3 separate regions of the Mus musculus genome follow, and all the other regions are linked to region 3. Evidence: chromatin contacts called from public promoter capture Hi-C data. All regions are on one chromosome and are shown on one strand. Each heading gives the region's core, a stretch centred on a gene start, on an enhancer-like site or on the middle of the called end of the contact. The rest is flanking DNA. Distances are from core to core; before and after follow the strand shown.

Region 1 (3,486 bases), core at 98-2,597, 1.1 Mb after region 3:
CCTTTGAGGTAGGATTTTGTCAGCCATCTTCTTTTTCTTTGCACTGTTCAGAATAAATACTGTGATCAGGTTGGGATAGGAACTAGTCAGAACGTGAGCAGTGTTGTGAGCACCTTTGTTTATGGTTACAGCCAAGGCCTACGAAATGACTCTCCATTTAAAGACGCTACCTCTCCCATGACCACCAAAACTCCACTGCATCATGAGGCCCTGTTAGTCCCTGCAGCACCGTTTGGTGCCACAGCGCTGACTTCCTGGTTCTGCATGCCCACCACCAGCATCCTCACAGGCCTCCTCTCCCCCATACCCTTCTTTCCTTCACCCCCAGGGGTCATCTTACTTGTGATTTCGATTTTGGACCGCCTGCTGCTGGACCTGCTGGATCTGTTGAGGTGCAGGTCTCTTGCGGGACTGGTCCATCCCTGACTGGGCCAGACCAGGTCGGACTGAAGGGTTCCCCCCATAGCCAGGAGGTCCCATGGAAGGTCCCTGAGGTGTCATTCGGCTACCTGGCAGCATACCTGGTCTCTACAGAAGGGAGAGGACCCAGAAATGTCATACTTTTCCTTGCTAGCCCCACCAAGAAAGGAAAAATGGTGGCAGCCTGGATTTCAGGAGTGGGTTAGGGCTGGGGGTGGGGTGGGGGGACAACAAGACAGTCCTTTGCTTCTTTGAAATACAGTCACTGGACCTTCAGTGATTTCATTGCATATAGTCTAAAAACTAGATTATACTCAATTTTTCTGGTCTATGCTGGATCTGACTCACCAGACATGTCTAGTCAGCCCTACATTTCTTTTTTTACTAGCTACTGTCTCCTCTAAAGCTGACCTCCATTTGCAGCTATAACAGCCTGGGTATTCCTGGGGACACGGGGGCTGCCCACTCCCCTCTGCATTCCATGACCATCCCAGGGCCCACTTCGCCCACCCTGGTTCCACACTCACTCCTCACATGGAAACAATGCCGCCAGGAGCAGGTAAGGATGCTAACCTCCTCCCCCCCCACACACCTCCACTCCCGGCCCGAGCCCCTCCCCAGGGAGTCCCTCCCACTTCTCCCTCACCCCTGTCAGTCCTCCGCCCTCGCTCGGCCCCGCCCCCGGCCCGCGCGCCCCTCCTCCTGTCCCACTCACCGGATAGGCCGCCCCGGGCATCGGAGAGCGGTACAGCCCTTGACCCGGCGCCGGGCCCATTCGCACGGGAGGCCCGGGAGTTCCGCCCGGGCCCAGAGCAGCCGCCACGCCCGCTCCTCCTGAGGCTCCCGCGCCGCCGCTCGGAGCCACAGACTGGAAACCCGCCCGGGCCGCCATCTTCCCGGAGCCGCCGCTGCAGCTGCACAAAGAACCGGAACCGGAACTCCCCCCGCCCCCCGCGCGCCCCCCGAGCGCCTGGGCTGTTTGTGGGCCCGGCCCGCCGGCGGGCACAGGCGGCTCGGAGCAGCGAGACTACGGGCTAGAGGGGGCGACTAGCGGGAAAGGCGTGCTGACCACTCCCTCCCGCCTTCACGGGCCAGGAGGGAGCACCATAGAGAAGCGGTGTGCGGATAAAGAGGTGCCGGGAGCGAGCGCCTCCACGCGGTTGGAGGACGGTAAAAAGCCTTGCAGAGAGCCCAGCCCATCCGGCTGGCGGCTGGAGTGATGCTTCACCTTGGCCCAGTGCATTTACCTCTCCAAAGCATTCTGGTTGCCTTGCTTTTCGTTCTCCTACTGCTCAGACTCCGGGTACTAAAGAGGAAAACGTGCTGTTTGTTCGTTCGGGAAAAGTAGAACTCGAAGGAGATCAATGTCGTGGCAAAGACAAATCAGCAAGAGAAAACCCATGCCGGGCCGTGGTGGCGCACGCCTTTAATCCCAGCACTTGGGAGGCAGAGGCAGGCGGATTTCTGAGTTCGAGGCCAGCCTGGTCTACAGAGTGAGTTCCAGGACAGCCAGGGATACACAGAGAAGGCTCGGGACCCTTCACCTCAGACGTTTAACTTAAGATTTTGATGCGTTTTTTCCCGTGACTTTTCTCCAAAGAGTCCTGGATATTTGTTGCCATAGATAACTGCTGGTCCCCTGCCCAGTGATCAGACGAATCCTGAGCCTGTCTTTTCCCAGCAGGATCAGTGTTTACCTGATCAAGTATGTAGGGTCTGGTGTAGCCCAATCTAGCGTTAAACTCACTGTGTAATGGAAGATAGCTGCTCCATCTCCTACCTGCTGGAATTACAGGTATAACCACCACACCGGGCTACCACTCAAATTCCCTTACTCTAGTTGTGTGGCTCTCAAGGCAAGCTCCATTCTAAAGGTAACACCCACAGTTTGCAACTAAAAACAGCACTGGGCAGGATAATGGCAGCTCAGGCTTTTAATCCCAGCATTTTGGGAGGCAGGAGGATCTCTGTGAGAGTTCGAGGCCAGCCTGGACTACAGAGCCGTTCCAGGACAGCCAGGGCTACACAGAGAAACCCTGTCTCAAAACAAACCAAACAACAAACAGAAAACCAACACTGAAGAGATGGTTGAAACCCAGTTTATTAGACCAGAGGCATGCGTCACCCAGAGCCCCTCCTGCTGCCCCCCCAGCCAGTGTACATTTCTCAGCTTTGCCCTGTTTCTTTCTGGGGAGTTCTGATCTCTAAACAACTCTTGAGAACCAAGAGGTCTCAAAGATGCCAAAGCCTTGCTCTCTGGCTCCAGGCCAACGTACACAGGTGATCTGCCCATAAGTCCTGTTTTGGGATTAGAGACCAAGAGACAGTGGGGACAGAGAAGGCCAGGAATGAGATTGGAGAGCTGGCCTGGGAAGGGTGTCTGGTTGAGGAGGCCCTCTACCTCACCTTGTGGCCCCCTTAGGGTAGGGACACACAACAGCACGTCTTTCAACTTCTGCTCTAGGCCAATCTCTTTCCTCATGTGACCACGCCCTGACTCACCAGAAAATGCAAGCGGTGGGCCTGGGCATCAAGGTGAGGACTGGGCCCTGGGCACCCCGAAGAAAGAAAGGCCACTGAGTCAGGGCTCCGGCTTCTGGCTGTGGGTACCCACCGCCCAGCTGCAAGAGGGAGTCACCAATCCCCAGCCTCCCTCCCCACCTCCCGTCTGTAACTCTCTCCGCTTAGTGTCCTCCATTCCTGGGTAGGAGCTACCTCTCCAGCAGTCACTTCCCTCAGGGAGGCCACAGTCAGCCAGGCAAAGGGCACTGGGATAGGTGGAGCAAGGTAGAGGGTATGTTAAGGCTGTGGGGAGGGCAGAGGGTGCCCCGGTCGTGGGGGCAAAGGGCGAGGCCAGAAAGAGGCAGAGCTTGTAATTCACAGCTTCCTTTATGTCGCCACCGAGACAGTGCGAAGGTTACAATGCGCGTGTCATCTCCTTGTGCTTCTCAGAGGGATGTGTGTACACAGTACAGTACAGACACCAGGGGAGAATCCAGCTCTTTATACGGGCAAAGGCATTCAGAGACAGGAGAATGGGGGAGAGACAGAAGGGAGAACTAGGGG
Region 2 (3,826 bases), core at 528-3,027, 1.1 Mb after region 3:
GAGCAGGGCCAGCAGTTCCCCAGCATGGTACAGGTCATTCTTGGAGACTTGGCTAAAGCGAAACTCATTGAGGTTGCAGAGAGTGACGGCAGGGAAGGTGAGCTGGGAGGCAGCCACCTCGTCGAGCTTGGTGACGTGGTGGTAGCAGAAGTAGTACTGCACACGCTCAGTGCACACACACAGCAGGACGGCCAGCGAACCCAGGAAACACAGGGCCCACAGTGCCCGCTTCAGAGACAGCCGCTCATAGGAGAAGATGTGGGCAAGACCGTGCAGCGTGGAGCTGCTGGCAAAAGCCTGGATGCTCACCGGCTGGACACCACCCACCTCCTCCTCCTCGGTCTTCAGTTCCATGCTTGCCAAGGGGATCCTAGAGGGAGGAAAGAGGAGACAAGACTCTGTCATTGTCCTGAGATGAAGGCGCATATAGGGCCCCTCCAATTATGTCCATTCAAAATCCTTAACCGGAGGTCACTGCTTGTCCAAGGGAAGACTTCCCTGACATGCAGGCTCCAAAGGTGGCTTGAACGAGGGACCATCCAAGATGACAGTCATTAAAACATAGAGGCTTGGAGGGGGGGGTCAGCTCGGGTCGAGAGAATGGTCTGCAAGCTTCCCAGACTATGGGGGACCCCAGATACAGCCACTAGAGTGAAGGAGGGAAGTCCCTGATGCACCCACAGGCAGGCATGGGAGTTCCCTCCAGATGTGAGGTCACTCTGGGACAGGAATATCTACCCCAGCCAAGATCAAACTCCCCATAATGGGCTGAACCAGGGGTCAGGGGCTCTTCTCTTGATCAAGGGTATCCCCAGGAACAGGCTGTCACCTCAGGAGCTAAACCAGGGCCACCTCTCCGGAGGTGGGCACATCTGGGGAGGGGCCCTGCCTGTATCCTCACCTTCTGTGTCTCCAGTTCTCAAACAAGCACAGGCATAGGCGCAGGCTGTGTGTGTATGTGTGTGTGTGTGTGTGTGTGTGTGTGTGTGTGTGTGTTTGGGAGAGGATGGTAGGCTGCCTGAGGTGGATGTAGGAATGGGGGGGGGGGGCGCGGTTCCCTATGACAGCCAGTTATCCCCGCCCCGAACGCACCCCCTCCAGTCCAGCTTCTCGTCGCAGTCATATTCCCGGCTCGGCCCCCCGCCCCCTCCCCATCCGCCGAGCCTCCCCAGAAGCTGGAGAAAGCTACAGTGGAGGAGAGTCTCGGCTTTGGGGCACCAGGAAGCCCGGGGCCCAAGGCAGCGGGGTCGGAAACCCACCTGAGGGGGCTGGGGAAAGCCGGCCGCCGCTGCAGGTCCTGGGGCGCGAGGCGGTCCGTGGGCTCAGCGCCGCGCGGCGGAGGGGCTCATGGCCCGGAGCCCGAGCCGCCGGCTGCCGCGGCACCCGCGTAGAGCCCTGCAGGGAGCGGCCCGCTCGGCCAGCTCGGCTCAGCTCGGTCCGCCGCCCGCGCGCGCTTGCTCGCTCGGCTTGGTCCGCCCGGGGCTCGGCGCGCTGGCGCTGCGCGGTGCTCTCAGCCCCGGGATCTGCAGGGATCCATCGTCCGGCCGGGAGGCGGCGGGAGGGGAGGAGGAGGGGAAAGGGTGCGCGTGCGCGCCTACGAGTGTCTGCGAGGGTGTCTCTGGGCCGGTGTGCGCGGGGGGCCCCCGGCCCGGGAGCGGAACCGAGGGCTCCCCCCGCTGGCTCGCCTCCTCCCGCCGCTCTCAGCAGAGCTGCCTCGTTCGGATCCCGGAGCCGGCTCCGCTCTCTGCTTGCGAGGCCCTGTGGCTTGTGTGTGTGTGCGCGTGTGTGTGCGTGTGTGACTATGGGGTGTGTGTGTGTGCACGCGCACGTGTGCGCGCAGGAAGGAGGGTGTCTGCCCCCAGCGTCCCCCTCCCCACGTTGTCTCCTTCGGATCGAAGCTCCTGCTTCTTGCTGCTGCTGCTTCCTCTGATGGCACATGCACACGTGTACACACACACACACACACACACACACACACTCCGAGTCACAGTCACACTTGACTGATTCAAGCATTTGCCTGTGTGGAGATACAGGCACATTCAGACCGGAGTCTTACCTTGCCACTCAGCCATCCACACATCACATACACCTACACATCCCTGAAGCCTGACCCTCACACGAGCACTTACCTGTTTGTACACATTCACTCACCTGCTCTTATTCCTGCTTCCCACCTTCATGTGACCCACACACATGCACATATATAAATACCCTTGGCCACCCAGACCCCATTTGTATATCAGTGGATTTCTTAAGCAGCCCGTGTGCAAGTGCCTCATTGGCAGATCTATAAAGCAGAGAGGAACAGAGAGAAGAAAAGAGACATGGCCAGAAGTGAGGGCAGATGGGGCAGAAGTAGGGAAAAAGAAAAAGATACAAAATGAAGGCTGCAAGGAGGAGTGTGTTCTGGGATGGACCAGAAATCTGAGTCCTGAAACCTGGAGGCTGCTCCTGTAGCTGTCACCTCTCTCCTTCCCTCCCTCTTTCTTTCTCCGAGGCCTTGGGGGGGGGGCCCTCCCTATCCAATTAGCAGAGAAGGAGCAATCAAGGGGAAGTTGTTAATTTGCTGATGCTCATTAGGAGCTCTTAACACAGAGGCTGTTGAGGTCTGATGGTGTCAGATGATGGTGTGGTGTGTGTGTGTGTGTGTGTGTGTGTGTGTGTGTGTGTGATGCAAGATCAGAATTATATCCATTGCAGCTCCTTTGCTCCACTTACAGGCTGGTGAAGCTCTGAGAGAAGGAAGGTGAGAAGCAGGTCTCAGGGACATGGTTCTGGGTTTGAGTTTGAGGAATGAACCTGACATAGAGGGAAGAAGCTGATGAGAATTTGTGAGGGGTTGGGAGTAAGAGGTACCCTAGAAACCAGTGAAGATGTCTCTCCAGGGATAGGGGTTTAGGTCTGGTGAGAGATTGAGGTCCATTCAGCAGGACCCAGAGCGCCAAGCTGCCAAAATAAAGATAGTATCTCGCCTTCCGGCTGGGGAGCTGTCCAACGGCACAAGCGCTGCTGGTGGGCTGCCATGCCCCTGGGCAGCCACCAGGTGACAGCACTCTCTCGGATACTTAAACTCCACTTAAAGGGCAATGGGGGAGGCGGCCTGTGAAACTAGGAATTACTCTAGGAGGGTCGCAAACGGGGTTTAAGTGATGATTCTAGCCCTGGGTCTAGTCTGGTTCCAGGCTCTCCAATGTCCTCGGGGGAGGGGAGGACCATCTTGGAACATCTGTAACATCTTTGCAAACCCCACAAGCTGAGCGACACGTGGAGCCTCTTCTAATGGCTGCAAATTGCTTCAATCACCTGGGATGTTACCGAGGGAGCAGGGAGCAGCGTGGGTGGAGGGAAGGAAGGTGATGAGGTGAGGTGGCGGCAGGCGAGGACTGATTGAGGCCAATGAACAGCCGCAGGAGTAGTCCGGGGAAAGATAAAAGGCATGAATCAGGTATCCAGGCTCCAAGAACAGGACCTGACCCCACCACGCAATACCACCGGCAGGACCCTTGGCCAGTCCAAGCTTCAGTTTCTTCATCCTTATGATGAAGGTTGTATTTATTTCACCTTGTTTTTCAATGATTATGTGAATCACTGATGGAAAATGCATAGTTCATTGATCTGTGTTTGTAAATCCCCAGTAACAAATGTTACTGGCACTCTGATTTAGATCTGGAAGAAAAAAAAATAGCCATATCAGCCATATCAGGACAGACTTCGAGATGGTAGCTCCTAATTCGGGGAGTTGGGTAAGTTTTTCTTTTTCTTTTTTTGTTTTGTTTTGGTTTTTCTTTCTTTTTTTTTTAAGATTTATTTATTTATTACATGTAAG
Region 3 (3,726 bases), core at 585-3,084:
CACACAATCCTCCTGCCTCAGGAGGACTAGGACTACAGTGTTTTGTTTGGTTGACTTTGGGAAGCAGGGAAGGTAGAGTGTTTGTTCTGGCATGAAGACCTGAATCCAGACTCCCAGGACCCGTGTTAAAGCATACCAGCATTCGGGGCGGGTGAGAGGACCTCACCATAGGCTGATCCCAAGGGCTCATGGCCAGCTGATGTTCAGTGTAAGAACATGTATGAATAAATAAGGTGAATACCAGATATCAAACTCTGGCCAGCCACCACATGAGTGCTCGGGCACACACACACACACACACACAGGCATCCACACACAATTCTTACTTCTAGCCAGGGTATGGCTCAGTGGTAGAGCCTTTGCATAGCAAGTAGAAGGCAGTCCATCCCCAGAACCGCCAAAGGCAAAAAAACCAACCAACCAAACAAACAAAAACGCTAATTCTCCTTTTCTACCAGCTGGAAGAGGCAAGAGCATGGCCTATTTTTGCTCACTGTCTCCCAAACAAAGGTTGACTATAACATAGCATGTCATAAGATCAGATGGGGAAAGGTTTTCCAAGATCTTAGATCTATTTTTGTGACTGGCAAGCAAAGGCTACTTGCCGGGAAGAGGGGCAGGGTGTGTCATGCCCACTTCATTCACCACATGCAGGAAGTTCTCCATGCCTCCTCCCAGAACCCACTCCTGATGTCAACATGGCATTTGCTTCCAAGACCCGCCACCCTTCCTGCTTCGGTACTAGTCTCCGGCTCAGCTCCCTTCCCTCCTTCAAACCCTCTTGGCACAGCAGTAACCACACCTGATCGGGTTTCACAAGAAAGCCGGTGTGAGAATTCAAAAAGCTACTACTCACTGGATATCACACAATAAACTGTGTTTCACGGAGTCCTTAAAACAGCCTTGTGAAGTAAACCGTACACATATTTCCATTTTAATAGATGGGGAAACCGAGGTTCCAAGAGACAGGTAGCTTACTCAGATCGCGAAGCCTATGAGAAGCAGGTTGGAACCTGTACCCACTGACCCTTCACACCTAGTCCAATGCTTCCTAACATTAGCCGCCCCTGTTGTTCTAGGTAAGGCTGGTGGTGTCGGCGCTGTTGACACCTCACGGCTCCCCTGGTTCATGTGCATCCATACCCAGAACTTGTCAGCTGTCTGGGCAGCACGGAGGGATCCACAAAGCCGGCTACATTCTCAGGGCTGTTCCCAGCCTCCCGGTCTTTGCAAGGTTTCCTCTGAGTCACTGAGGAAACAGAGTCAAAACACAAAGACCCGCGCAAGGTCCCTGGATTCCCTCTCGTCCACCTACAGCATAACTAGGCAAGGCCAGAAGCCGGTGTGGGCCGCCAACCGGGACCCGCGGACAGAGGTCACTGCTCCGGGACACCGGGCAGCCGGCGACGCAGGGGATGCTGCAGTGCCGGCGGCTCCGGGCTCGGCCCAAGGTCACCCTCCCCGGCCACCCGGAGCGCCCCCTGGCGTCCCGTGCGGGCCTCCCCCCTGCCCTCGGGGACACGCCTGGAACCCCGGCTGGGGCAGGAGCGGGGCGGTGGGCAGAACACCGAGGCTGAGCCGGGGAGGAGCGGGAGGCGGGGCCCACCTGATAGCTGAGGACGCCGTCCGGCTCGTTGCTCCCGGCGGGCATGGCCGGGCGGAGCCTGGTCTCGCCGGTAGGTTCCAGGTTGAGCTGCAGCAGTCCGCGCCCTGTAGTCCAGTGTGAGACGATCGCACGCGCAGCGACCCCTACCCTGGATCCAAGGATCGGTCAACCATCAACCGGCGCCACCTTCATAGCCATCAGCCCGCGAGGCGCCCGCAGCAGCCAATCAGAGGGCGCCCCGAGCAGCCAATCAGCGCGCGGAGCACGGGAGGACGCTGTCCGGCGGTACCCTGGGCTACCAGGAAGAAGGGAGGAGGGCGCCAGAGAGCCAACCCCCTCCCCGCGCCGGTTGCCTTAGAAACCGCCTCCCCCCTTAGGGGGCCTCCGGGCTCCGAGGTCCTTCCTACTGCTTGCTAGGAACTGAAAATCCCTGCCTCTGTTTGCAGCTGCACCTGACTCTTGGGAAAGTGTCAGGTTTACCTGTTCTGATTTTATTCCTCGGAAGATGGGTTTTAAATTAATAGAAAATTTCCCTCCGAAACCAAGATGGCAGGAGGAAGTAATGAGAAGAGAGAGCCTTCTAAAATTACTTTTAACCCTTGAGTTAGTGGCCAGATTGAAGAGCGTTAGAGAGCAGCAGACAGGAAGCAGTCAAAGAGGCTGAGACTCGGGTCTCCCCAGTCTAAGACTGACAGCAGACAGTGGGGGTTGAGCTGAGGGTGATTTCAACGTGTCCAAAAGACATACTGTAAGACGAATTATTGTTCAGCAGCGGAACTAACCGATCTGAGGCGAGGTTGGAAAGTGAGGAGTAAGGCATTCGACTTGATCTGAGTTTAAAAGGAAACAGAGTAGGTTAACCATCCGTAGCTTGAGAGAAAGAAAGGGGCCTTTGTCTTCTGTCTCCTGAGAGTGGAGGTGAGTCCAAGCCATTGAGGGGAAAGGGATCGTGGCAATCAATCTCAGCCTCTGCCAAAACTGCAGAAAGGAGCATGACCCAGTACATGTCAAAGTTCAACCCTTATGGTGGTGCAGGCTCATCTAGCCCTCAGGAGGCTGAGGCAGGATAGCAGCAAGTTCAAGCCTGCCTAGACTTCCTGGTTAGACCTTATCTCACACAAAAATATTTTTTTTCAATCTCCACATATCATCAGTACACACTGTAATCAAAATAAGAAACAAGATTGGGCCTTAATGTCTCTGGAGCTGGGGAAATGGCTCGGTCTAAAAAGTTCTTACCATATAAGTGTGAGGAGCAGAGTTCAATCCGCAGCACCTAGGAAAACTGGGTCTGGAGGCAAAAGCTTGTGATCTCAGTGCTGGGGAAGGTAGAGACGGCAGAGTCCCCGGAGCTTGCCAGCCAGCCTCAGTCTCAACCAATCCATGATGAGCTGCAGACTTGGTGGGAGATTCTGTCAGAGAGTGCTGGAGAGACAGCTCAGCAGCTAAGGGAACTTGTTGCTGTTCTAGAGGACCTGGGTTGGGTTCCGGGTCCTCCATGGAGGCTCATAACCATCCAGAATGCCAGTCCCAGGGAATTTTTTCATCTCTTCTGAGCTCCTCAGGTGCAAGAAATAAATGTAGCACACAGACATAGATGCAGGCAGAACACCAATGCACATTAGAAAAAAAAAAAAATAGCCTCGCAGTGGTGGCACACACCTTTAATCCCAGCACTTGGGAGGCAGAGACAGGCGGGTTTCTGAGTTTGAGGCAGCCTGGTCTACAAAGTGAGTTCCAGGACAGCCAGGGCTACACAGAGAAACCCTGTCTTGAAACAACACAACAACAACAACAACAACAACAACAACAACAACAATAGTGGAGAGCTATTGAGGAAGGTGTCTGCCATCAAACTCTGGCCTCCACATGCATACTTATACATGAGTACACACATAAATGTGCACATGTACACACTCACACACGCATGTGCATGCATGCACATCATTTTTTAAATAAGATTTAAGTATGTGATTACACTGTCGCTGTCTTCAGACACACACCAGAAGAGGGCATCAGATCCCATTACAGGTGGTTGTGAGCCACCGTGTGGTTGCTTGGATTTGAACTCAGGACCTCTGGAAGAGCAGTCAGTGCTCATAACCCCAGAGCCATCTCTC

Evidence for each region. Promoter capture Hi-C pulls out the DNA fragments that hold promoters and counts their contacts.
Region 1: a promoter capture Hi-C map of pre-B cells shows a contact between it and region 3, with 4 times the contacts expected there. The contact joins the promoter of Smarcd1 here to the promoter of Slc4a8 in region 3. A contact is called at or near these places in 2 of 39 promoter capture datasets (liver and pre-B cells) and 1 of 484 Hi-C or Micro-C datasets (embryonic stem cells).
Region 2: a promoter capture Hi-C map of liver shows a contact between it and region 3, with 3 times the contacts expected there. The contact joins the promoter of Asic1 here to the promoter of Slc4a8 in region 3. A contact is called at or near these places in 6 of 39 promoter capture datasets (embryonic stem cells, hematopoietic stem and progenitor cells, hippocampal neurons and 2 more).

What each region holds. Positions count from the first base shown.
Region 1 is chr15:99,700,148-99,703,633 of GRCm38.p6, reverse strand. Smarcd1 (SWI/SNF related, matrix associated, actin dependent regulator of chromatin, subfamily d, member 1) reads right to left here and starts at 1,347. Exons shown (of 13, transcript NM_031842.2): 1 at 1,136-1,347; 2 at 341-528; 3 at 1-43. The coding sequence starts at 1,312. Asic1 (acid-sensing (proton-gated) ion channel 1) reads right to left here. Exons shown (of 12, transcript NM_009597.2): 12 at 2,504-3,486. It overlaps Gm34939 (predicted gene, 34939), which reads left to right. Exons shown (of 3, transcript NR_168656.1): 1 at 1-8; 2 at 132-392; 3 at 844-2,227.
Region 2 is chr15:99,668,328-99,672,153 of GRCm38.p6, reverse strand. It overlaps Asic1 (acid-sensing (proton-gated) ion channel 1), which reads right to left and starts at 1,777. Exons shown (of 12, transcript NM_009597.2): 1 at 1,260-1,777; 2 at 1-370. The coding sequence starts at 354. It overlaps Gm34880 (a long non-coding RNA gene), which reads left to right and starts at 2,298. Exons shown (of 4, transcript XR_875662.3): 1 at 2,298-2,746; 2 at 3,405-3,743.
Region 3 is chr15:100,759,855-100,763,580 of GRCm38.p6, reverse strand. It overlaps Slc4a8 (solute carrier family 4 (anion exchanger), member 8), which reads right to left and starts at 1,834. Exons shown (of 25, transcript NM_021530.2): 1 at 1,607-1,834. The coding sequence starts at 1,651. It overlaps Gm52175 (a long non-coding RNA gene), which reads left to right. Exons shown (of 3, transcript XR_003951485.1): 3 at 655-892.